4 separate regions of the Sus scrofa genome follow, and all the other regions are linked to region 1. Evidence: chromatin contacts called from public Hi-C data. All regions are on one chromosome and are shown on one strand. Each heading gives the region's core, a stretch centred on a gene start, on an enhancer-like site or on the middle of the called end of the contact. The rest is flanking DNA. Distances are from core to core; before and after follow the strand shown.

Region 1 (6,347 bases), core at 1,766-4,265:
GTGGGAAAAACATCAGTCCAAAAGAGGACAAGAAGAAAGAAAAGCACAAAAGGTGAGACAAATAGAAAGTACAAAATAAATTGGTAGAAGTAAACCCAAATGTATTCGTTACTGCAGAAAATTAAATTGTAAACGGTCCAATGAAAAGACAAAGTTTGTCAGACTGGATTTTAAAAAAATATAGCCATATGCTGTTGAAAAAGTGAGAAATTCAGAACATTAGATACAGAAAAATTAAAAGTATAGAAAATGATACAGCTGGCAAATGTTAGTCATAAGAAAACTGGTATAGAAATATTAATAACTTTAGATTTTAAGGCAGAGAACACTATGAGAAAAAATGAAAGTTACTACATAGGGAGAAAAGGTTCAATTTATGAGAATATGAAAACTCTAAAGATACATTTACCTAGCAGCATATCCTCAAAATGAATAAAACCAAAATTAACTACAAAAAAAAGGACAAATCTAACAGTATACAAGGGAGGTTTTAATATGCCTTTCTCCATAGATCAAGTAGAACTATTAATAATAATATGGAGTAGAAAAGTGAAAAGAATATACATAATGTCATGTTTAATGAGTATAAAAGAGAAAAATAAAGTTTCAGATTATGTTTAGCATGTCACCTTTTTATAAAAGTTAGGAAAAATTAATCTTACAATTTTTAGGAATATACATGCATGTCTTAAGAGTATATTTAAGAAGTAAAGATATGGAGTACCCTGGTGGCTCAGTGGGTTCAGAAACTGGCATTGTCAGTTCTGTGGCTCTGGTTGCAGCTGTGGCACAGCTTCCATCCCTGGCCTGGGAACTTCTGCATGCTGCAGCTATTGGCCCCCCCCCCCCCCCCCCCCCTGGTCAAAAAAACGTAAAGATGTGATGAAGACAAGCTTCGGTATGTGATCATTTCAGATGGGGAAAGGCATGGGAGCAGAACTGGAAGCATGCGGGTAAATGTAGCTTGTTAATGTTCTAATTCACATATTGGATGGTGAGCAGATAGGTGATTTTTCCTTATTAAAGGAATAAATAAATAAGAACCAAGGATCATGTAAATCAAATTCTGTGCAACCAGGTATCTATATCTGCATCTGTGTATGGTGTCTGGAGATGGACTGCGTACGTTAAAATGCTGGCTCTGCACTCATTTTCTCCGTCTTAGTTCCAGCCTTTGGAACATGGGTATAATAATTATACGTATACATCATGCGAACATTAAATGAGCTAATACACTTGAAGTCCTTAGATCGGTCTTTGAAGTGTATTAGGGGATCAGTAAAAGCTGGCCGTTTTATTATTGCTGCTTTTGAGAGAGAAAAGACCCTTAGGATGTCCTGCTCTTCTTTTCACTTTGATTTATTTGTGTTCATCCTTGTTTCTTTCTCCTCCAAGATGAGTAAGGAAAGATTCCTTCACCTCTTAAGGCCCACGGTTTCACTCCAACTCTGAATCCCATCCTCATCTCCACTAGCTCCGTACCTGGTTCCATAAACTGTCCTGTCCTCTCTTGCTTCTCCCATCTGTTGGTGTCAGTGAGGTTTGGGCCAGGGAAGTAGAAACCACTGTGGGTATTTCAAGAGTGAGGGTATATTACAGGGAATTGGAACCATTGGAGGGTCTGGGTGTGGAGGTGGGTGAAGGTCAGGAAAGCCATTTCTAGCTTTCAGGGAAATGGAATATCCACACTGTACTTGCCATCTGTCCCATTTGGTAAGTGAACTCTACCCCGCTTTCAGGGCTTGGCTGCTGAGTCCCTATTCCTGGGACTAAAATGTTAGCCTGCCCCCATCTCCTAAATTCTGGCAGAAGACACAGACTCCTGGGTCAAAGACAAAGGAAGGCTTATTACAGAAAAAGCAGCTGCCAGAGTATCATCTTTTTTTTTTTTTGGACCATGCCCATGGAATGCAGAGCTTCCCAGGCCAGAGATTGAACCTGTACCACAGCTGTAAGCAGAGCCACAGCAGTGACAGTGCCAGATCTTTAACCCATTGAGCCAGAAGGAAAATCCTATCAAATTTCCTTTTACTGGTTGCCTGAGTTCAGTTTCCACAGGGTGAGGTAGTGATGGCTGGGTGACACTTGTTGTGCAGTGGGCTGTATTGCAGAGATGGAACCCTGGATTTAGATAATCTGAACCTCTCGTAATGGGTTGTAAGTAAACCCCATGGAGAGGCTTTATGTTTATTTTACTGGACTTTAAAAAATCTTGCCCTTTCTCTGAAAGGAAATACTATTTCTATCTTTCAAGACTATTTCCTCTGCAAACATTCTTCTCTTTATTTTATTTTTTTTTATTTTTTTTTTTTGTCTTTTTGTCTTTTCTAGGGCCACTCCCGCGGCATATGGAGGTTCCCAGGCTAGGGGTCGAATCAGAGCTGCAGCCGCGGCCTACACCAGAGCCACAGCAGTGTGGGATCTGAGCTGCATCTGCCACTACACCACATCTCATGGCAATGCAGGATCCTTGACCCACTGAGCAAGGCCTGGATCGAACCCGAAACCTCATAGTTCCTGGTTGGATTCGTTAACCACTGAGCCATGACGGGAACTCCATCTTCTCTTTATTTTATCTTTGCCCCTCCCCCCCTTTTTCTTTCTTTTTTGGCCACAGTGAGCAGCAACTTGATATGGGATCTCAGTTCCCAGGCCAGGGATTGAACCCAGGGCACAGTGGTAAAAGTGCCAAGTCTTATCCAAAAGACCACCAGGGAACTCCCATCTGCAGACGTTCTTGAAAAGATAGTCTGAGCCAAAGGACAGTTAATGATTCTGTTTATAAGACGTGGAATTTCAGAGATTCATGGAGAATTTGTCTCATACTGCTTATTACAGATTGTCATAATTTGTTGTTTATCTCATTTTCTCTAATTGTATTAGAAATTTCTTGAGGATGGAGTGAAGTTTCCCTTGCTTTATCCCTAGGACAGTGACTGGTGCCTATTAGATGGGAAGTAAATGTTTGCGGAAGGGGTGAATGAACGAATGAACCCCCTCACGTGTACTTGTGACACAAAGTTGGGATTGATGCTCTGTGCCCAGCTCTTCTTATCCAAGGCTAGAGCAGTATCTGGGAAGCAGGGCTGGGGCCTCTCCTCATGCATCACAGATTCTCTGGGTCATGCTTGAGCAAGTATTTGGGAGTGTTATTGTGGGACTAGGAGGAAGATGTGATTATGAGGCATCCCATCAGTCTCCTTGTCCTTTCCCCTCTTCCAGAGCATGTAAGTTGGATGTACAGAACCTCAGGATAATCGCTGTGATGTTTATTTGAAATCTCACTCTATCTAGGCGAGTGACTGGCAGGTATTTCTGCCACAAGAAGAATCTGTAAACTTCAAAGAATATTGATAAAACAGTAACATCCACCAGTATGTAAGCTCCATGAGAATATTTTTAGAGATAATAGTTCCTTCATAGATTTTGTTGATTGAATTAGAGCATTAAATTTGTGGAGCACTTACTGTATCCCCAGGCATGGGACTAGGCATGGGGCTAATCACTTAATATACTTCATTTAATTTGCACAGTAATCCTTTGAAGTAGATATTAGCCCCATTTAGCTGACAAGGAAACTGAGGCTGAGAGAAATTAAGACTTGCCCATGGCCACACTGTCGGCTAGTGTTCAGATCTAAGCATGACTCCACACAAAGCATGTCTCTGTCCATAGAGTACCAGTGTTGGAGGCTTATCATTTATTGAGAAGGAGGGCAGTGGAACATTAACCTAGAATGTCTAAGTGAATCATTACCTGATCCCATGACATGAGAATTTGTAGCTGAGTTTGAACAAGATCAAATTGCTGATTTTTGAACCTTTTTGCCCCTACAGAAAGGTCACTTTCATATATTTCTACGTCAACGATGTGCTGTAAACATCTCAGTGTTGTTTTCAAAAAGTAGCTTCAGAAACATTCAATATTCCGAGTACATGATATACACGATATACTTGGCTCCCCAGACCATGCCTGGCACCCCAGTTTCACTACTTACCTAGACCCTGAGGTCATCCAGGGGACCTTTTCATAGAAAGTAGAGACCAGGGAAAGGATGTTTCTCAAGTAAGACCCAGGAGGACCAAAAAGCCCAGTGGAAAAGAACCACCTTAAAGGTGACAGCTGCTGCTGAAAACACTGAGCGAGTGAACTGCAGACTAGCTGAACTGTCTTCTGGGCTATGACAAATACTGAGCTTTATACTGTCGGAATGTATGCCTGGCTGGACATCTTAAGGGACAATTTGAGAAAACTCAAGTGTCCCCAAATGAATTTGCTGATTTCAGCAAGGATCAATCTCCATAGTATTCAGCAAGCATGGTGATTACTGAGTTAGAAGACATAAGCAGCCTCGTTGCTCAGAGTTAATATCCGAGGCTAAATATCCATTTACATCATTAGTGTCATGAACCGCAGCCAGAGAATATTCAGGAGCTCACTCTGTTGGCGAGTCAGTCTGAAAGGAATTGCCTCTTGTCAAGGACTGAGCTGAAGGCTGGGCTGCTGTGTGATTGGCATCGGTTCTAGTCCTGCCAGCAGACACACATGTCCCGGTTGCCCACATGGTCTGCGCTTCACCTTGCCTGTGGGGCAGGAGTGGTTTGATGTGACCTCTTTGAAGACTCAATGAGTCTTAAGAGCAGGCTGGCAAGCCTGCAACCGGGACAGGGGTTGCCCTCCTTTTCCTGCAGTTGGTCACATAGTTAGTAGGTCACACATACTAGTGGTAATTTAATAAGCATATCTGTCAAACGACAGAAGACAGCGTTTGATTCTGCTGTGGAGGTCAAAGATCTGAAAGTCTAAATTTCTGTGTCATTGTGTCAGGAGTTCGGGGAGAATTAAATAAAACAGCCATTTCCCTTTCTTAGGAAATTTTCTCTTATTAAGAACAACTATATACCCCCCATTTTGTCTATATCTATCTATATAGTTATATATATTGGCTATACATAGTCTATATATACAACTCTAGACAACACAGTTTATGGTGTAAAATACAAAGTAACTGTAGAAAAAAAATTAAAATTCTCACTATTCACTGACAACCGCAACGGACATTTTGGTACATGTTTCTTTTCTTCTTTTTAAGGGCTGCACTCGCAGCATATGGAAGTTCCCAGGCTAAGGGTTGAATTGGAGCTACACCTGCTGGCCTACACCACAGCCATAGCAACTCAGGATCTGGGCTGTGTCTGCGGCCTCCACCACAGCGCACAGCAACTCTGGATCCCCAACCCACTGAGCTAGGCTAGGGATCGCATCTGCATCCTCATGGATACTAGTCGGGTTCATTTTCACTGCACCACAACAGGAACTCCCACGTATTTCTAAACTAGATATAAATGCATTCATAAAGCAAATTGGCATCATACTATATACACTTCTGGTGTCAGTCTTTTTCCTACTTCATGTGTTGTAAACATTTTATTGTCTAGATAGTCATCTCTTACCTTTTCTGTGTGTGGCTGTTTGGTATCCATGATGCACAGCGGTGGGAAAATTGACAGGGCTCTTCATATATAAGCTGTAGTGGAAAGACATAGGTTTAAACCTTAACTCTTTGAGGGCCTTAATTTCCTCAACCATAAAATGGGAGTACTAACACTTGCCTGGCTGCCTTGAAGTGTTGCCATGAGAGTTAAGTGAGTTTCTGTGAAACCTAGAACAGGATATGCTGGTAAAGGCTGTGTGTTTATGAGACGTGTGGGTAACACTTCACAGATAGGCCATAACACTGGAGTCTGTCTTAATCATTAGGTCTTTAAAAAAAGAAAAATAACCCAACCAAACCTCAGAACGCAAGTTAGGTCAAAATATTAATCCCACAGTTTATCCTTAAGTTAAAATACAACTTTTAAAGAACGGCATGTTCTTTTATGGATTTGTTTCCTTTTCAACAAAGAACTGGCGTGACCCACTCAAGCTCCTGTTTGTTGATGCCACAAGGGCTTCCATCTTCAAACGCAATCAGTGATTGGCTTTGATATTGGGTGGGAATTCGAGGAAGGCTCTCAGGGTCCAGGAATTAATATGTTCTGATGAATGCTAACTTTTTAAAAAGTTTATGATGATTTTTATTATGAGTACTAACTTTTTTTTTTTTTTTGTCTTTTCTAGGGCTGCACCCACAGCATATGGAGGTTTCCAGACTAGGGGTCTAATCAGAGCTGTAGCCACTGGCCTCCACCAGAGCCACAGCAACTCGGGATCCAACCTGCGTTTGTGACCTACACCACAGCTCATGGCAACACCGGATCCTTAACCCACTGAGTGAGGCCAGGGATCCAACCTGCAACCTCATGGTTCCTAGTCGGATTCGTTAACCACTGAGCCACGACGGGAAC
Region 2 (6,347 bases), core at 2,469-4,968, 480 kb after region 1:
ACACAAAAAATAGGAATCCTAACAGAAAAATAGGCAAAGTGTTTGATAACGAACTCTTCACAGCCTGGGAAGTCTTAACTGACCCAATGTAGAAAGAGATGCTCAAACTCCCTTGTCAGAAGAGGGGTGTGAATTAAAAACAGCAAGAACATGCCTTGTCTCACTGAACAGACTGCAAAGAATTGGACACTTGGAAAATGCCAACTATCGAGGCTGCCCAGCAACGGGAACTCTTTTGCCCTGCTGGTGAGAGTGTGGACTAGTACAAGGCATTCAGAGGGGGCATCCTGGCAGTACTTTGTGAAATTAAGAATGCATGTTCCTTGTGATTCAGGATCCCATCCATCTATCCCAGAAAAATTCTCACTTCGGTATATGAAGCAACAAGGAGGATGCTTATCACAGTGTCGTTTGGAGTGGTGGAAAATCAGAGCTAGCCCAGGGGAACGGAGAAATGTGGTGGATACACACTGTGGGATAGTCTGCACCAGTTCAAAGAGCAAAGAACAAGAATGTTCAGCAGCATGGCTACAACCAAAGAACACAGCAGAAAGGAAAAAGCAGCTACGGAATCTGTAGAACATTTACATGCTATTGTGAATGTACACTATGATATCACTCCTATCCATGAAAAATACATACCCCAATATTTCCCTGCATTGAATAAATCCAAGGCTAAATCTTAAAGCACACTAAGGATGTGGCCTTTGGGGGAAGGGACTGGCAGTAGGGAAGGAATAAATAAAACAAGAGAGGGTCCTTGAAGTTTTGATTATTTACCGTGAACTCAGAGATTATGATTAACTCAACTGTATCCCTGTAAGGTTAAACGAAAAGGGATTGATAAACCTACAGTGATTGGGAAATATTCAATTTCCAAATCAGTGAAGGTCAGCTCTAAGTTTACCTGGTACACAAGGGCACATCTTGCGACACGGTGCCCATCTCTTCCCAGCCATTCTCAGTATCTCAGTGGTCTACCGGCGGCTGAATTCTTGGATGTTCCTTCCACACCAATTTTCTCAGGACCTGGCACCACCCTTGTTCATAAACATAATGCATTGCATTCCATCTCAATTAAAATGATAGTTTAAAAATCATCTACAAAAATCACCCTGAGTTTTTGTTATTGCATGGATAAATTTTCCCTTTTTGCCAGAATAATGTTTTAAAGAAGCTGTGAAGTGTTTTTCTCTGAAGTTGCAGACAACTAATTGCACTCTCCTCCCAACACAGACCCGCGGCATTTGTATGTGAAAAAAAATGAAGAATTCAATTTTGAGTGGATGTGAAGAGACAACAGAAGTGCTATTGTTTGGTTGTCCTAACAGTCACTGTTGTTGTTCTTTTCGAAAGGGAAGGAAGAGGGAGTGCCCATCATGGCCCAGTGGTTAACAAACCCGACTAGTATCCATGAAGACACAGGTTCAGTCCCTGGCCGCGCTCAATGGGTTAAGGATCCTGCATGGCTGTCAGCTGTGGTGTGGGTTGCAGATGTGGCAGCTCAGATCCTGTGTTGCTGTGGCTGTGGCGTAGGCCAGCTCAGATTCAACCCCTAGCCTGGGACCCTCCATATGCCACAGGTGTGGCCCTAAAAAGACAAAAGACCAAAAAAAGGCGGGGGGAGGAAGCGTATTTAAGAGCCAGTGCCTTGGAACTGGGTGAAATGCAGTTTGACTTTGAACTGCTTATCTAAACTTTCTGAGCCTCAGTTTCCTTATAAAGTAGGAATACATAGTTCAAGGTTTTAAGGGGAAGAAATGAAATCATGCATGTGGACAGCTTGGCAGTGTCTAACACACAGGGTACACGGCACATGTAAGTAAGTTGCTGTTATGGCTTGCTTTTATTCATTGCATGCGTTGACTGCATGCCTGTTACACAGCAGTAGAACAGGTGCCGTCACATTCATTGCTCCCCTTGGTATGCCAGAGCAGCAAGAGATGAAGGGAAGTTTGTAAGGCAATCCTGGGGTGGAGGAAAACTCTGCATTTCATGTCTACCACGCTAGAAAAACACGAGTCAGATAAAGGATACAGATTCTCCTGAGGGTGGAAGACAAGGCCTTGCCCTGCCGTGCTCAACAGCAGCAATCTCCTAACTTACCATAGGTGCTACAAAGCACACACCCAAGGACTCCTTTTAGACAGGAATTATGCTTATGTCTGTACTCTTAGCAGCCAGAGAAAACCTGGTACTTCATATGGGCTCAAAGAATCCTAAACAACAACCCCTAAAACCCCATTTTATTTATTTATTTATTTATTTATTTATTTATTTATTTATTTTTAATACCTTTTTTTTTTGTCTTTTTGCCTTTTTAGGGCCACACACGCAGCATAGGAGGTTCCCAGGCTAGAGGTCCAATTGGAGCTGTAGCCACCAGCCTGTGCCACAGCCAGAGCAATGCCAGATCCGAGCCGTGTCTGCAACCTAACCACAGCTCACAGCAACGCTGGATCCTTAACCCTCTGAGCAAGGCCAGGGATTGAACCCGAAACCTCATGGTTCCTAATCGGATTCATTTCCACTGTGTCTCTACGGAACTCCTAAAACCCCATTTTAAAGGCAAAGAAACTGAGACATGGACGTGACCAAAATTAATCAGTGGTGGAATGAGGAGTTAATCAGTTTGTTTTGAATCCCAAATCTGAGCTTGTTTTTTTTTGTTTTGTTTTGTTTTGTTTTTTCTCTTTTTTGGCAGGTTCTTGGTCATTCCGTCAAAGAATCATGGGAGGGGAGGAGGTGGATTTCTAGCAAGCTCTATTACTGGCTTGTTATCTCTCAACCTGGTACCCTCACCTGGCTAAATATTAGGCAGGAACTCAAAGTCCTGATGCCTCTGATTTTTTCACATCCTTTCTGAACTTTTGACTTTACAGTGTTCTTTTCTGTTTTGTTCTTCCTGCTGGATGCCTTATCTGTTTCTGGATCTGAAGAATGAGGGTGAATGACACCTTCCTGTCCACTGGCCCATCCCCTGTTTTATATTCTTCAGAAGGGTTAGCAGTGCCTAAACTTATTTGTTGATTTTTCTGTCTCCCTCCCAGAATGGCAGCAATGATGCAGGCGCCCTCCACTTCATCCACTGCTGTATCCCCAGTGCCTAAAATACCACTCGGCACCTCAATAAGCATTTCTTGTTGCCACTTCTAAGCAGGATCTTCTAGTTATTGAGTATTCAACTACATGGCAAGAACTGTACTCCGTGTTAAATGCATGACCTCATTTCTTTGTCTTATCCACATTCTTAACACATCCTGCCAAGGTAGCTCTCCCATCCCCTTTTGGGTGCTTCTGGCAGGGACATAAACAGCTTGGGGACATGTGGCTGCACGGCAGCCCAGGTGGTGCCTTTGCTCCTGAGCAGCTGTGCTGTCACCTCTATGCAGTTTTCTGAAGTCAAAGAAAAGCAGTTCGCTTTGTGGTTAATAAAAACGGCAACCCACCCCCCACCTCCCCAATCCCAATTGAGATCCTGACTCTGATTCTTAGACTTGTTACCATCAGGCTGCAGCAGGTTTACTTCAGTTGCAGAGACCCCGTGCCCGGACTTCGGAGTCCTCAACGTGCCAAACCTGTCTAAGGGCCAGGGCACAGGTGGCCCTGCGCTGGCTCTCGCTGGCTTTCCTCCACCCCAGGCGGGCAGCCAAGTCAGGCCTCTGCGCCGCGCCCTCCAGGCCCCTCCCTCTCCCCCTCCCCCTGGGGGCGGTCTGGGTTCCGGCGACCTTAAGCCCCCAGCGTCAGGACACGGTGCCCTCGGGGCGTTCCTGCGGCGGCTAGGAGGGCTGGAGACACCTCGGAACCTCTCTTCTCCCCTCTAAAGGCCGGCTTGGAAACCTCAGCCCCGCGTGCTGTTTACAGACGTGCCTGCGACGGCCGCCCCAGAGCTAGAGGCTGCCCTCAGCTGGGAGCCAGCATGTCAGCGGCGGTCCTGGAGAACGGAGGCGGGGGCCGCAAACTCAGCGACTGGGGACAGGTGAGCCGGGGTGTGCCTGCGCTGAGCAGGGAGGGGCGCTTGGCCCCCGAGGAGAGAGGGCTGAGGAATGTCGGTGTTTCTTACTCCCTTAAACAAGCCACCGAGTCTGAATTCGTTTGAAGATGATGAGAGCGGCCAGGAGGTCGATAGATTACACGTGTGCTCCACAGAGGTTTCCCATTGGCAGGCCCTCTGTCCTGGTTGGCGTTCAGGGAAAGAGTATTGCTAAGGACGTGGGGATCTGGTTCCCAGAGCTGCCACAGATGTGCTGTGTATCTTTGGACAAGGCACCGTCTCTGTTGTCTTTTTCTTCTCTGCAAGGGCCCTTAAGGATCTGGACTGGGAGTTCGGGTCCGTCCAGAACTGCTCTTCTGTCATGTTTATACGTGTGCTGAGCCAGGTATCAAAATGGCAAAATTGTGAGAAATTATCTTTTTTTTCACCCTTGGGAGAAAATAAGAAGAGGTCTCAGACTAACTCAGACCTGGGGAAGGAGAAAATTAAACGGAAAAATGCGCAAAAGTTAGTAGATGCAAACTATAGCTTTTGGAGTAGATAAGCAATGAGGTCCTGCTGTGTAGCACTGGGAACTATATCCAATCACTTGTGATGGAGCGCGATGGAAGATATGAATGAGAAAAAGAATGTGTGTGTGTGTGTAACTGGGTCACTTTGCTGTACAGCAGACATTGACAGAACACTGTAAATCAACTATAATAAAAAAAGCTCTGAAAAAACCCTTATGTATGCAATAAATAAATAAATAAGAAACAACCACAAAGAAGAGTTAGTCTTGGGCTTGGCATGTAAAGAACCCTAAATGGGGCAGGAATAATGTCTAGAGTGTATTCCATTCTCTGGTATTTGTCGCCCTTCCCTGGAGGTGAACAGTTGCAATATACATTCTTTAATTGACCAATCACACTCCCAGATTCTTGGGTGCAGCCTTAAAGTCCAGCTCTGGGAGGTAACAGGAACCTACAGATTTCTGTCACCTGTAGGATTAGTGAGAACAATTTGAAGAACAGGGAGGCTGGAGGGGAGAGGATGCTTGATGTTTTACTAGAGACGGCAGAACTTTGGACTAACTCTTTTTTTGGAGTCCCAAGAGAAAGGCTTCCTTTGAAAATGGTATGTACTGCTTGGGAGCAAGAAAACTTCACGTTGAGGAGGGCATCAGACAGATCCAGAAGAGATCCCAGCTGTGCCATCATTTAACCTCTGTGCTGCTGGCCGTAGGCACCCCCGCACCCCAACTCACCCCTCGGAGGTTAGGGCTAGTGATCTGGTTGGGGAGCCCTGAGAAATGAAGGCACTTGCTATGTGCCAGGCACAGTAGAGTTTCTGCCTTAGTGAAACGTACATTCTTGTGAAAGAGACAGACCATGAAAAATGAACCAAACAAACATGTAATTTCATGTAGAGATAAGTGTTTTAAGGAAAAATAGAACAGAAGAAGAAGGGAACTCATAAATCCCAGTTCTGAATGGCGCAAAGCCAGTGTTCAGACTCAGATCTAATTCCAACACCCTGTGCGTTCCTCTACCACACTGCTTGCTCCTGTAGATAAATTCTGTAATATAAAGGCCTAGTGTGCCCATGGCAGGATGTCTACACCTTGTTTTAGGGTGTCTTACACTGTAGATGTGTGTATGTATAATCATACAGGTAAATACACACCTCCTCCCATGACCCCCAAAGCACTAAGAGGTAAAGTCAGTGCCCTGGACTATCCTTGCGGATGAGAATTGCTTGTGATTGTGAAAGCTGCTCTCTCCCAGAGATAACCGAAGGTGTTTGTTAGACACAACCACAGAGAACGTGCTTCTCTTGCTAAATGTACTGCTCAGTGTTCAGAAGTCTTTCCTTCCCGGTTGCGAGTGAAGTGCTTTTCCTCCTGCCCTCTTTCTTCTTATGCAGTTTCTGAGCTGCTTTTCTCTACCGTTACCCATCTCGGGTGTACATGTGTTTCTAAGTCAACTCCTATGTCTGTTAGAAGCCAATAAGGTATAGATTATGAGCCAATAGAAACATATTCCAGAAGAGCTTTGCCCAAGATCCCATGCTGATCCACGTAACGTTAGAATCAGAATCCATCCCAGGCCACACTCTTCCACAAAATTCCAAGCTTCCTTTCATTTCAAGTCCCTCAAGCTTTGAAAAGGGGGGACTGGGAGGCAAATTAAGGATTTTGGAGTTGTTGGACCGGGGTTCACATGCAGCCTCTGCAACTCATTAGCTGGATGTCTTCAGAAAAGCCACTTAATCTTGCTGAGTCTGTTACCTCATTTACAAAATAACAGCATCCACCTTATGGGGACAGCTGTGAGGTTGGTTAATTGTAAAAAGTACCAAATATTGGTTCGGT
Region 3 (6,347 bases), core at 2,745-5,244, 460 kb after region 1:
TATAGCACCTACTGCCCAGGGTCTTCCAAGTTCAAAGAAATGCATGTGATTCTAGACCTCAGAACTAGGTCACATAGACGGAGAGGAATAGGAATAGCCTTTCTGAAACAAGGAAGAAGGCACTGCCCACACAGCCCATCTGGGAAGGTGTTTATGGGAAGAGGCTGCATAGCTCTCTTTCTAGAACCACACTGTGCTAATTGCTCCAGCCATTGTTGATCCAAAGCCACCCTGTCCCACTGTCCGAGCAGCCAGGAGAGGGTAATCCCTGCCCTTCTTGAGGAATGGTTGTTGTTGTTGTTTTTAACATAAATAGTACCAAGTCAGATCAGATACAGACAAGTTCATGGCTGGCATGGAAAAGGTCTCTAGCAGAGCCAGTGGCTCTGACCTCCAGCTCTCTGTGGCTTCCTTGACACCCAGTGGACCTGCCTCTGAGCACATTGACCTGACCAGGCCTTACCTGACTGGGACATTCAAGGTCCCATTTCTCTACAAGTGGAGGACGAAGAAAACACCTTACAAAAGGCGTGTTCAGTACTTTCCTCCATGTCGGGAGCAGTGACAGTCCCTTTGCTTCTCTGTCAAGACTGTCAGGAGAATTAAATCTGATACTGTTTGTGAATTCACTTTGCAAATCCCTCCACACATATCAGAGATTGCCATTCCTCTGATGGGGAGACAGGACACTGACCACCGCCCCCCCCCCGCCCCAGTGTGTATACCCAGAATAGAGACATCCCAGAAAATGGCGAGGTTCCTCTTTCTCCTCCAATACAAAAAAGGCCTTAATTTCTGCCTTTGGACCCCGCCTCTATGTTAGAGACTCCTGGAGCTGGACCACACCTTAGTTTAAAACTTATCTGCATTCAACACTAGGATCTTCGTGGGGACCTGCCTTTCCTAGTGATGGAGAGGAAGCAGCCGCCCCGAAGATCTGAAGCACTGGTGACCCGGTCTCCTGCCATTTCTCTCTACTCAGAGTTGAAGGCCAGGCCCCCTCTGCTCCCACACTCCCCTCATGCTCTGTAACTATGCACCTTCTCGTGTGGCAAGGAGATGGGCCTCGTCTCTTTATAAAAGTGCCTCCGTGCTTTTTCTTCAGAGGGAGGGGCTTTCATATTAAAAGCAAAACTAGGTTTCCTATGGAATGAATCCCTTTACAAAATTTTATTTATAGCGGATGCTGAATAAGGGGTACAGAGAGCACAAAGGGGAACACAGGCCTTCGAGTTGGCTTGACCCGATTTCTGGGTACAACCTTCAGTGTTGGTGAGCGCTAAGCCCCATAAAGCGGAGGTTCGAGAAAAACGAGTGTGCAGGGAATTCACCGCAGATACCACATGTCCAGGAGCTATAACACAGGGTCCCTGTCCCAGTGCGTCTACTGCTCCAAGCCTACGCTTGACGCTGCCCTACCCGGGGAAAAGGAGTTCATTGCTGTGACCTCTGCTGTCTCCAAGTACACCCTTCCCCAGCTAACTTCAGAAGGGCTGCTGCCCAGCCTGGGTTGATCTGACCAGCCAGGGATGGGCTGTTGGGGTGGGGGGATTTGGCTGTGCTCCTCAGTCCCAGCAGCCAGGCCTGCACCTGCATTAAGGAATCCAGGCTTCAAACCAATCTATTTGCTTTTTCAATACGCTTTACAAAGGCGGGGGGTGGGGTGGGGTGGGGTGGGGGGAGCTGGAAAAACAAAACAAAACAAAAAAGCACAAACTATTATTTTCTTGTGGCTTTTTGGTTAGGGAGGGGAGGGGAGGGAGAGGGGGAGGGGGTCATTTGCAGCCACCCTCACAAAATCCTTTTGAAGTTCTTCAAATAAGGAGAAGTAACTGCTGCTAAGTCTTTATTTTTTCTAAAGCCCCATTTACATTATGATTAAATACCTTCCTCGGGGCAGCATAAAGAAAGTCGTTAATCTATATAGCGCTCCAAAGAACCAATACATTCTAAACTTCTGTAGGATTTGTTACACCCTATTTTGTTACAGTAGGCCAGCTCCTCTCCGTCTAGGCACAGGGCTCTCCTTCCCCCCCCCCTTCCCCACCTCCTCCAAGAAAGGAAATAAAGTAAAGGTCTTTCAGGGTAAACAAAACCAGCTGATTCTTCACAGAGAACCTATGAATAGCTGGAGAAGAAAAAAAAAAAACTTACAATAAATGGCGCATTTTTTTCTCTGCTGGGTATAGTATTCAAGGCTCAGGGCAGTATTCAAACAGAGGTCCATTTTTTGCTCAGCAAGAGAGTTTAGAAAAGGAGCGTGGGGTCCATTCAGCGCTTTCCCCCTTCACAGTCGCTGGGTTCTATGAAACCTATCTTCCATGCCTTGTCGGAGTGTTTCTGGGGACCAATTAGTGCTTTGTCGCAAGGCTTCTTTGCTGAATCTTTGAGCAGCAAGAGAAAGCGCTCTCGACTCTCCCCTTATTTTGACCATTTCAGTCATTACTCGGTGTAATAATTAATATGACAACTGGACGCTCCAGTTTGTATAGAAACACCTCAGCTACAGGAGCCAGCGTGCAGTGGGTGGTAACGAGCTGCACATCAGCCCGAGAAGCCACACACACAACAAAAGGAATGAATGGCCAGAGAGAAAGAGAAGGAATAAAGATAAAATAGTTGGCACAACGCAGAGGAACATAAAACAGACGCGAATGGAGAGAGGGAGGGGGAAGGGGGCACAATTAGAGGGGAGGGAAAAAAAAAAAAAACACCCTACAGAGGTTAACTTATTTTGAAACTGTTTTCTGAATAGGATCACGGTTGTGAGGGGCCGGCTGTCAGCCCAGCGCCCCGTTCTCCCCCAACTTTCTGAACTCTTTTCAAACTCCGCGGGGAGTGGGGCGTTGGGAGGCGAGGGTAGGGAGGAGAGTTGGAAGAAGGACTCCCACAACCTTTGGAGTCTCCCCCAGGTCCTTCTAAAAGGTGCACCCGACCAGACACACCACCCAGCCCAAGTTCCCAGCTCCTTGTTCATCTTGCATTTTTGCAAAAATCCTGTGCCCCGTGGCTCCACCTTCGGTAGGCTAGAGAGAGGATCGGACAGGAGAGTAGACGAGAGCTGAGGGCCCCACCACCTCCCTGCGGGTGAGTTTTGGGGAGAGGACGTTTCTGATGCACCCCAAGGACGCTGCAACGCGGCCTCGTGGAGCAGCGCCCCGCGGGGCCCTGGCGCGGAAGGTGCGTCCTCGGGAGCGCACAGCCTGACTGCGCGCTGCGTCCGGGTGCCCAAGTCCGCCCCGGGGTGGCGACCCGCTCCGTGACGGCATAATAAATAATTAGAGGGTTTAAGCGCGTTAGCCACAGCTCATGCTAATGAGCCAGATAAGGGCTCTCTCTAACCCGAAGTGACAGTTTGCATATAGCGGGGAAGGGGGGAAAAAAGCCCGGTTTATTTTTTCCCTAACTTGGCTGCTGCTTCTCAAATTCAGGCATCTCCAGGCCCCCGTTCCCCGGATTCCCGCTCCTCACATCCCCCCACCTTCCACCCCACACACAGCACACACGCACTCCACCCGCTTTGACCCTTCCTCTGTCTTCACCCCTCCCGGCCGCTGGGTGACATCGCAAAATCCGCGGGTGCCTGCGTCTGACCTGCCGGGCAAGTTCACTCCCAGTGCGAGCCGGCCAGTCTCAGCGCCCAGCGGAGACGGTTCGTGTGTCTTTCTTTACAAAGGATGGAACGCACCATGGCTCCATTCCTCGGGAAAGGACTTTGAGACTCGGGGTCAGAGGTCCCTGAGAGTTCCCGGGGCCCAGCACGCCCCTGGGTGCCTTCTGCGCTCAACCGGCGGGCGAGGGGCGCTACCTGCTGGGGCGAGGAACTCAGGCGCCCGGGGCCCTGGAGCTGGAGCTCCTGAAACGCTCCCGCTGCCTCCAGAAAACAGGGGCAGTTTGCCGAAGTGACTGAGGTCAGTCGTGTGTCCCCATTGTGTGGCCACGTGTCCTGTGTCCATCATCACCTCCCCGAAGTCCGAGCTCAGCCCGACTCCTTGCGGCGCGGCCCGGGAATGCTCTGGCCTGTAAATCAGCCGGCGGCTGCTAGCCGTCTGCACTTCTGCGTGGACCTGGCCGCTGGCTGCGCCCGCCGCCGAGGGGAAAGTTTGCTCTGCACCAGGTTAGCAAGGAAGCAACCGCTGCCGGGGTCCAGAGTCTACCTGGGAAACTGGGAACGTCGTGGTTAGTCCGTAAACCCTTTCCTCCACCACTTTCCCTAGACCTAGTATTTGCTCTCTTTGAGGGGAGGAAGGGGAGGGAGAGGGTGATTTCTGATGTAGGGTTATTTATTGGTGGGGAACCTTAAATAAACAGCAACAAAACCCACAATTAAATGAATTAGTACTTGCAAAATGCTGAGAACAGTGCCAGGCACTCACTGCATGTAACAAACACTGTATATGGGTTTGTTAAATAAACCTAAGCATCCTGAAATACATCACAGGAGGTATGTGCTATTATCTAAGATGTTAGAAAATACTACTTCGATCCTCCAAAATGATCCAGGTTGATATGCTCACTGATTCATCAAATAACTACTGAACATAATCAGAGAGAAATAGAACAGTTTGCCTTCAATGAGCTTCTAGTTTAGTAAACACAAAAGGACGGGTATAGGACAAGAAGCTCTTAAATTAAAACACAGTAAAAAAAAAAAAAAACCAACCAACCAAACAAACCCCAAAACCAAAAAACAGGAGTTCCCGTTATGGCTCAGCAGTTACAAACCCAATTAGCATCCATGAGGATTTGGGTTCGATCCCTGGCTCCACTCAGTGGATTAAGGATCCCACCTTGCAGCGAGCTGTGGTGTAGGTTGCAGATGCTGTTTGGATCTTCAGTTGCTGTGGCATAGGCCGCAGCTGCAGCTCTGATTCAACCCCTAGCCTGGGAACTTCCATATGCTGTGGGTGTGGGCCTAAAATGCAAACAAACAAACAAACAAACAAAACCCAAAACAAACCCCCCCACCCCGACAATGGAGAATCCTTTTCCCTCATGCTCCGTTAGTGTGGACTCCCACGCTCCCTTATCTAAAGAAATATACAATCTAGGTAAAAAAGTGGACTTACTGATGCCAACACATCCAGCCCCTCTTCCTCTAGCAGATGGTCCACCCCCAGCTTCTCCCGTGTGACAGTTCATGAGCGGACACTAGTGAAGTAAACACACACGTACACCTTTAACTCCTATAGTGTAAAGTGCAGTGAAAAGGCGAGCCATTTGCAGTCATGACAGACTTCAGGTTCTGGAACTTCCTTGTTCTGTGCCTTTGGGAAAATTGCTCACTCTCTTCTAAGACTATTGTCCATCTACAAAATGAGAGAACTAAATAAAATGCCTTCCCTTCAGTTCTGACTACACCGGCAACATAGGCATGTCCACAGGACTCCCTGTTGGCCAGGGCTTCCCTCTTTGACCAAACATCTTTTGCAGATCTTTACTGCAAGAGCCTTTGGCAGGTACATGACCTCACTCACAGCTTCATGTTGGAGACCAGTCCATCTAGTGCCAGGATTATGGCTCCTAGTAGCCGGAAGACTGAATGATGGGGTCAGCATAACTGCAGCCCTGGGGACCAGAGTAAGAGATGGGCAACTGGCTCATCGGGATTCACATACAGAAAGAAGAAACTCACCACTCTGGCTATAGGCGGCTTTGCTTGGGAAGCAGGTTCCTCCTTGACTGCCTGAGCAGGTTTTGATCTGGGATTTGGGGTCCAGGGAAGCTTCAAGTCCCTCCTGGATGGGTTGTGTGAGTCGCTTGCCACCTGCTGGCCATTTCTTGAACTACAGAAAGGATTGAGTGAAAATCTTGCATTGCAATCCATTCATTACAAGTTGATACCGCTAGTTCTACCTCATACAATTCAGTTCAACCACACAGAGCACCACTGCTGTCTGGATCACATCCACACAATACCCCCATTAGAAATAAATGAGGTGCCTGTTAATGTTTAGGTTATGAAGCTTCATCCCAGACCCACCAAGTCCTAATCTGGCCAGTTGGCCTTTTTAAGAAGCTTTGGAATAGTCCTTTTGTACTAACTAGCATTCTAGATGTATTCCAGGTGATAAGACACTGCCTACATTTTTTCAGAGCTATGGAGAATTAATCTCTGCTGATAAAGAAGTTACCCTGGTCCCATAAGTATATTTTATTTGGGTAAAGAGGGGTCCTACTGATTTCTGAAGGGGGTGGAGAGGACTGTTAAATTCTTTCAGAGACAGTCTTTGATGCTGGCCCTGAAGAATTGTGAGAAATTTGTAATGGGAAGAAAAGGGCCATGAGAACAACCTACTCAGCACAGAGCCTCTTGCTTCCTTGACTTTTGAGACTCCAGCAATTTA
Region 4 (6,347 bases), core at 1,897-4,396, 290 kb after region 1:
TTCAACCAGTGATTTCACTAGACTTGCGACTTTTCAGCAGGTGTCCACGCAGCCTGTGATGGAAGAAGTTACTGATCACGCTTTGTTCATTTCTACTCCCTCCTCCTTCCCTACCCGCTCACACAACCCACACCCTAGCCTGGTGTTTTAGCACCCTTCTGAAAATATAAATATTTAAAAACATTCATGTGTGAGAAACGTCCTGAAACTGGCTAGAAAATTGCCTAAACTGCCCTTCTTATGAAAAGGCAAGTTGAACCACATTGCTGTAAAGCACTAGCCCCTTTCAGGTTTTGGACACGTGGCCCCTCTGGCTGAATGGACAGAAAGTCTGAATGTGTAAGAGCCGCTAAAAACAACCACCCAAACAAGACAGCCATTCTCACTCCCCTCAGACCACCGCTCAGAGAGGCTGCTCTCGACGGGTTCTACATGCTAAATAACTCCTATTCTTAGTTCACGTTGACTTGGTGGCCAAGCCAGGTGAAAAGACAATTGACCCAAACAGCCCCATGGAGCTCAAAGCTTTACTAACGAGGTGAATCTTTTCTAAGCCCCGTCAGCATTGTCGAGTGCTAAGTGCCACTTTCTCAAAATATGTCTTTCACGGAAAAGAAAAATTATTAAAAGAAGGTGGGGGTGGGCAGAAAAAGCGTCCTTTAATGGACTGTTTTATACTTTTGTTGTGGTGTGTGCTTTCTTGCAGGCGACTTTTTGGCAAATACTGCATCTTCAGCCAGGAGAAGTTGGCTGAGGACAAAAGGGCTTTTGAAGCGGTGAGTGTAAATTCAGACTCCTTTTCTTTCTTTCTTCCTTCCTTCCTTTCTTCGCCCTCTCTCTTCTCCTGGGTCCGGAGACCGCTCAGCAGAAATAATCAGCGCCGTTGCTTTCCGTCCACGTCCCCTGAATTACTCAAACATCAAATGTGACTTCAGAATGGAGGCACGCTTGATTCTTTTCTGCAAAAGTTTCCCTACCCATTCTTTATTTACATGTCCTGGTAAGGCACAGCGATGTCCAGCCAGTCAGAAGACACACACACACACACACACACACACACACACACACACACACACACACAGGAGGCCATTAAACAAATTAAAAGGGATGAGGATGACTAGTACAGTACTCTTGGAATCCCCAATTTGATTAGTCTGAGTTTAATACACAAAAGCAGCGCCGGAGAAAGAGGGGAGGCGAACTGCTCTTTAATAACCTGTACAATTAAATTATGGTGATGAATTTAACTATTCTGGGCTTCTTGAAGGAGTCTTATTATCTGAAGAAAGTCAGTTTTGCAGCAGGGTTTCTGAGTGTGTCCCTGGAAGTCTCATGGTGGCAGTTCTGTGCCTTAAAATCTATTTCTTCCTTTCAGAATTGCTTTTCTGTTTCTCAAACTTTGTCTGCAAAAATTATTCAGATAGATTTAACTCCTCAGGGGGCCTTACTTTTCTTTGGTTCTTTGGAAACATGGAGTCAGAAAAGATAACGTAGGGGAAAGAATAAGCTATGGTAGCTGTAGGTGGATGCTTTGGGGCGACTTTGGGTCAAAGCCCTAACTTGCTTTACAAGCATCCTGCTTCTTTCTTTATGGAGACCTCAATTCTTCTTCTTCTTTTTTTTTTTTTTTTGGTCTTTTTGCCTTTTCCAGGGCTGCTCCCACAGCATATGGAGGTTCCCAGGCTAGGGGTCAAATCGGAGCTGTAGCTGCCGGCCTCCCCCACAGCCACAGCAACGCGGGATCCGAGCCGTGTCTGCGACCTACACCACAGCTCACGGCAACGCCAGATCCTTAACCCACTGAGCGAGGCCAGGGATCAAACCCGCAACCTCATAGTTCCTAATCGGATTTGTTAACCACTGTGTCACGACGGGAACTCCAGGAGACCTCAATTCTTAAGGTATCCAAACATCAGGGCACATTGTGTCAGAAGCTGATGTGCTGTGGCTTGATTTTCTAGGGACCAGGCCTCTGTATTTGTGTCCCTCCTGGGAGTCATCATTCTGTCCTGAAGCAGCGTGTGAATGTCTGTCTCCCACTTGCCTTCGCTTAAAGGCTATAGTGGAGGCAGGTGCTATCCCGATAGAGGCTTACTCTGTACCTCTGTATGTTCAGGGCACATTCCCATTGTCTGTTGAAGGATGAACTAAAATGGAACAAGGGACAAGAGGAGGGAGAATTTTTATACTGTTGGCCTCAAGCAGAGCTTCCACCGAACCTCAGCTGCTCTTAAAAATTAGGCCTGCTTCCATATGACATGTAAGTGATGAATAGTATTTACTCATTGTGGCATCATTTTCCAATGCAGATGGTGCCTTAGAGTCTATGACACCTAAGTCCTGAGAGAGTTACACGGAATATTCCCATGTGGTTATCAGACTGGACTTGGTTTTAGGGGAGATTGAGAGCACAGATTCTGGCTTCAAATCTTGTTTGTGCCGTAACTGGCTTCACAATCTTAGTCTTGCTGTACACCTTTCTTTGCTTCAGTCTCCTCCTCACAAAACAGGGGTGATCACAATACCATAAAAAGGTAGTTATAAGAGACCAGTGACACATGCAAAGCCATAGGAGAGGTCCAGAGTTGTGAATTGGGGCTCATTAGTTGCTAAGCATTTACTGGCTGCCAGACACTCTGCTAACCCTTTGTATGTGGCATTATTATCTCATTTACAGGATAAACCTAAGATATAGTTGTTATTTTCTCTCTTTTAAAGATGTGAAACTGAGGCTTGGTGAGACTAAGCAAATCTCCCAAGGTCATAGGTATAGGAAGAAGAAGTCACAGAATTAGGTTATGAATGTGGGAAGTCTGACACATGTGCTTAGCCACTTATTATACCATGTGTATTTGAAAATTGGTTCCTGGTCTCCAAGAGTGAGTGCATCAGCCAATAGGGAAGAAAAGAGAGAAATAATTAGCTAGTATTTCCACGAGGTGGTAGTGAATGAGGGTGGTAGGGTAACACATGGTATGGCAGGGAAGAAGCTCAGAAGTGGACGTGCCACGGTGGTTGATGTAGGTTACAGGACATCAGGCATCTGGCATGTGGAGTGGTGGTTAGCAAGGTAAGTGATTTCACCGATCGGTGTCCAGCATGCTGATCTAAGGTGGTCATGTGCCCTAGTTATCCTGGCTACTTCATCCTGCCAGGAGTCTCAGTATGTACTTATTAACTGTCTGACTTAATCATCTACTTGGCTTGGGTCATAGTGTCTGGTACTTTGCCAGGGATCAACAGTGAAAGGATATTCCAGGGCAGAGTCACCTGATAAACACCACCCCTTTATCATTATCACACATCCAATGAAACTTGAAGAGTTGTGCAATTACCTATTAGATGTATCCCTCTTCTCATGATCCATGTTAGGGGATTGAAAGTGGACTGGGAGTAGGAATACTTCCATTTTTTTTCCTCTTAGAGTCTGAAAGTCAGTGGATTCTTGAAATTCATTCCACTCTCTTTGCAGTCCAGGCCACATAAACTCCTGGAGCTTTAATCTTGCTGTGGTGAAGATGGGCACCTGCTTTTTAGGGCATGTATTTTTTAAAACTTCCAGCTCTCCAATTCTTGGCGAGGATGAGCTTTGCAATATTGAACTGCATTTTCATTGTGGTCTGTTAGAAGTGATGCCGAATAGTGAGCTTGTACATAAATGGACTTTATCTTTGCAATTTATGTGTAATTTGGGATCAAGGTGACTTTGAGCCTTGCCCCACCAATTTTATAAATACAAAGGAGACCACAGGCAGACCATTTATAGAGAATATATGAAGAAGAAAATATTTATGACACTTGTTAAAAGAAGATAAAGAAGACTTTATTGAAGGGGAGCTACTTACTGTAATAAAGTTTTGTGATCAGGGGAGAGATTGGGTTTAACTCCAAATACAACAAGGAAAATTTATAGCGAAGGAGCATGGTGGGGGAAGTGTTGGTAGATGAAAAATTACTAAGAGGATACACCAGGAGTAAAGGAGGATTCTGGTTAACCTGACCTAACAAGATTCATACTAAATACAGGCCAGGGTGATCAGATATCACCTGGGAGGTGGTGGAGGATAAGGAACTTGATCAGATATTGAAGGTGATGACACATCGATGGTGGGGATTAAACTGATTTAGGATTCTTTTTAGAACTGGACACTGCAGAGAAGGACATGGGATTCCAGTAAAGGAGCCAGTCAAAAAGAGGACCTAGGCCATCCAATGTTATTGCAAATGGCAAGATTTCATTCTTTTTATGGCTGAGTAATAGTCCACTACATATATATATACACACACACACTTTTCTTTATCTGTTCACCTGTCAAATGACATTTAGGTTGTTTCCATATCTTGGCTATTGTAAATAATGCTGATGTGAACATTGGGGTGTGTATATCTTTTCAAATTCTAGGTGTGGAATTGCTGCATTCTGTGGTATGGAGAACCCTCCATACTGTTCTCTACAGTAGGCTGCACCAACTCACATTCCCACGAACAAGGTAAGAGGGCCCCTTTTCTCTGCATCCTTGCCATCATTTGTTATTTGTGCTCATTTTGATGAAAGCCCTTCTGCCAGGTGTGAGTTGATAGCTCGATGTGGTTTTGATTTGCGTTTCCCTGATGATTAACAATGTTGAGCATCTTTTCATGTGCCTGCTGGCCATCTGCATTTCCTCTTGGGAGAAATGTCTATTCAGGTCTTCCACTCATTTTTCAATCTGGTTGTTTGCTTATTTGATGCTGAGTTATATGAGCTGTTTGTGTATTTTGGATATTAACCCCTTGTTTATCATAGCATTGCAAATATTTTCTCCCATTCAGTAGGTTGTCTTTTCATTTTGTTGCTGGTTTTCTTTGCTGTACAAAGACTTTTAAGTTTAACTAGGTCCTACTTGTTTATTTTTGCTTTTCTTCCCTTTACCATAGGAGATATAGTTCAAAGAATATTGCTACAATTTATGTCAGAGTGTTCTGCCTATGTTTTCTTCTAGGAGTTTTATGGTGTATGGTATTACATTTAGTTCTTTAACATTTTGAGTTTATTTCTATGTATGGAGCTAGGGAATTATCTCATTTCATTCTTCTACATGTAGCTATCTAGTTTTCCCAGTGCCATTTATTAAAGAGACTCTCTTTTCTCCATTGTATACTCTTTCCTCCTTTGTCATAAATTAATTGACCATAAATATGTGGGTTTGTTTCTGGGCTCTTTATCCTGTTCCATTGATCTATGTGTTTGTTTTTATGCCAGTACTATGCTGTTTTGGTTACTGTAACTTTATAGTATAGTCTGAAGTCAGGGAATGTGATTCTTCCCATTCTGGTCTTCTTTCTCTAGATTGTTTTGGCTATTCAGGGTCCATTGTATTTCCATACACATTTTAAGATTTGGAGGTTATTATGCTGAGTGAAATAAGTCAGACAAAGACAACTACTTTATGATATCACTTATATATAGACTCTAAGAAATACAACAAACTAATGAAAATAATAAAAAAGAAACTCAGAGAACAATCCAGTGGTTACCAGTGGGGAGAAGGTAATAGAGGGGTAGGGGAATAAGAGGTACAAACTATTATATATATAATAAGCTACAATGATATTTGACACAGGAATATGTGACCCAATATTTTATAATAACTGTAAATGTTGGCGTATAAACTTTAAAATTGAGTTATGCAGATGTAACTATAGCTATCCAGGTATAACTGTAATTTATACCTGTAATTTATGTAATATTATATATCAACTATACTTCAATATAAAAAATAGAAAGCTCAGAAGAGCCTGACCAAAGTTTGGTCAGGGAGAGAATTTTTCCATTCTACAGAATATGGTATGATCTGCCATTTCATTTTTTGAATAAAACAGGTTAGACATTCTCCTGCCATATTAGATATTTCTCTTTACCTTGGAACTGAGAGTAAAGTATGCATGTAGGAGGTGTTCTGGATTGCCTATTAGAGAAAAACCTCTCCATGGTATATATTGTGCTTGCATTTTGAACATCCACAAAACAGTAATTACCATTTTTACATGCTCCTGATTTGTCAAATAGTAACTAGAAGACTTTCATACATACACTTGTGAGTTCCATTCAACTACTCCAAGGGAATATGTGCAGCAACCATCAGTAAAAAACAATATGGATGTCATATTGATCCATTTAGAATTCACCACAGACATCCCCTAAAACTATTAAACCCAGAAAAGATCTGCTAACATTCATTACAATACCACAACCAACCCCACCCCTCATAATCTGTGAACCAAGCCATCACTTGGTGAGATCTTACAGCACTTCCTCATCACTAGTCACTGAATTTTATTAATAGCTTTAAATACTGATAGAAGAG

The links. A called contact is a pair of places that touch in the nucleus more often than the background predicts.
Region 2: a contact with region 1 is called in a Hi-C map of liver, with 7 times the contacts expected there. The contact joins the promoter of PAH here to the enhancer-like site in region 1. A contact is called at or near these places in 1 of 5 promoter capture datasets (liver) and 13 of 47 Hi-C or Micro-C datasets (alveolar macrophages, embryonic fibroblasts, fetal liver and 7 more).
Region 3: a contact with region 1 is called in a Hi-C map of liver, with 12 times the contacts expected there. The contact joins two enhancer-like sites. A contact is called at or near these places in 1 of 5 promoter capture datasets (liver), 27 of 47 Hi-C or Micro-C datasets (alveolar macrophages, brain, embryonic fibroblasts and 15 more) and 1 of 2 datasets of contacts at active chromatin or transcription factors (skeletal muscle).
Region 4: a Hi-C map of liver shows a contact between it and region 1, with 7 times the contacts expected there. The contact joins two enhancer-like sites. A contact is called at or near these places in 1 of 5 promoter capture datasets (liver) and 6 of 47 Hi-C or Micro-C datasets (brain, liver and skeletal muscle).

Annotation. Positions count from the first base shown.
Region 1 is chr5:80,906,171-80,912,517 of Sscrofa11.1, forward strand. It overlaps LOC106510398 (a long non-coding RNA gene), which reads right to left. Exons shown (of 4, transcript XR_001308844.2): 3 at 5,454-5,527. Among named protein-coding and RNA genes, the nearest start is that of STAB2, 46 kb to the left of the region's middle. Within about 2 kb of position 3,016, at least 3 of the 83 cell types and tissues checked have an H3K27ac peak or open chromatin away from gene starts, as enhancers often do. A contact at or near this core is called in liver, where this site is marked.
Region 2 is chr5:81,381,683-81,388,029 of Sscrofa11.1, forward strand. It overlaps PAH (phenylalanine-4-hydroxylase), which reads left to right and starts at 3,719. Exons shown (of 15, transcript XM_021092656.1): 1 at 3,719-3,979. The coding sequence starts at 3,920.
Region 3 is chr5:81,363,452-81,369,798 of Sscrofa11.1, forward strand. No RefSeq gene overlaps it. Among named protein-coding and RNA genes, the nearest start is that of ASCL1, 6.3 kb to the left of the region's middle. Within about 2 kb of position 3,995, at least 4 of the 83 cell types and tissues checked have an H3K27ac peak or open chromatin away from gene starts, as enhancers often do. A contact at or near this core is called in liver, where this site is marked.
Region 4 is chr5:81,193,640-81,199,986 of Sscrofa11.1, forward strand. It overlaps LOC110260782 (a long non-coding RNA gene), which reads left to right. Exons shown (of 4, transcript XR_002344190.1): 2 at 707-776; 3 at 4,403-4,490. Among named protein-coding and RNA genes, the nearest start is that of ASCL1, 160 kb to the right of the region's middle. Within about 2 kb of position 3,147, at least 1 of the 83 cell types and tissues checked has an H3K27ac peak or open chromatin away from gene starts, as enhancers often do. A contact at or near this core is called in liver, where this site is marked.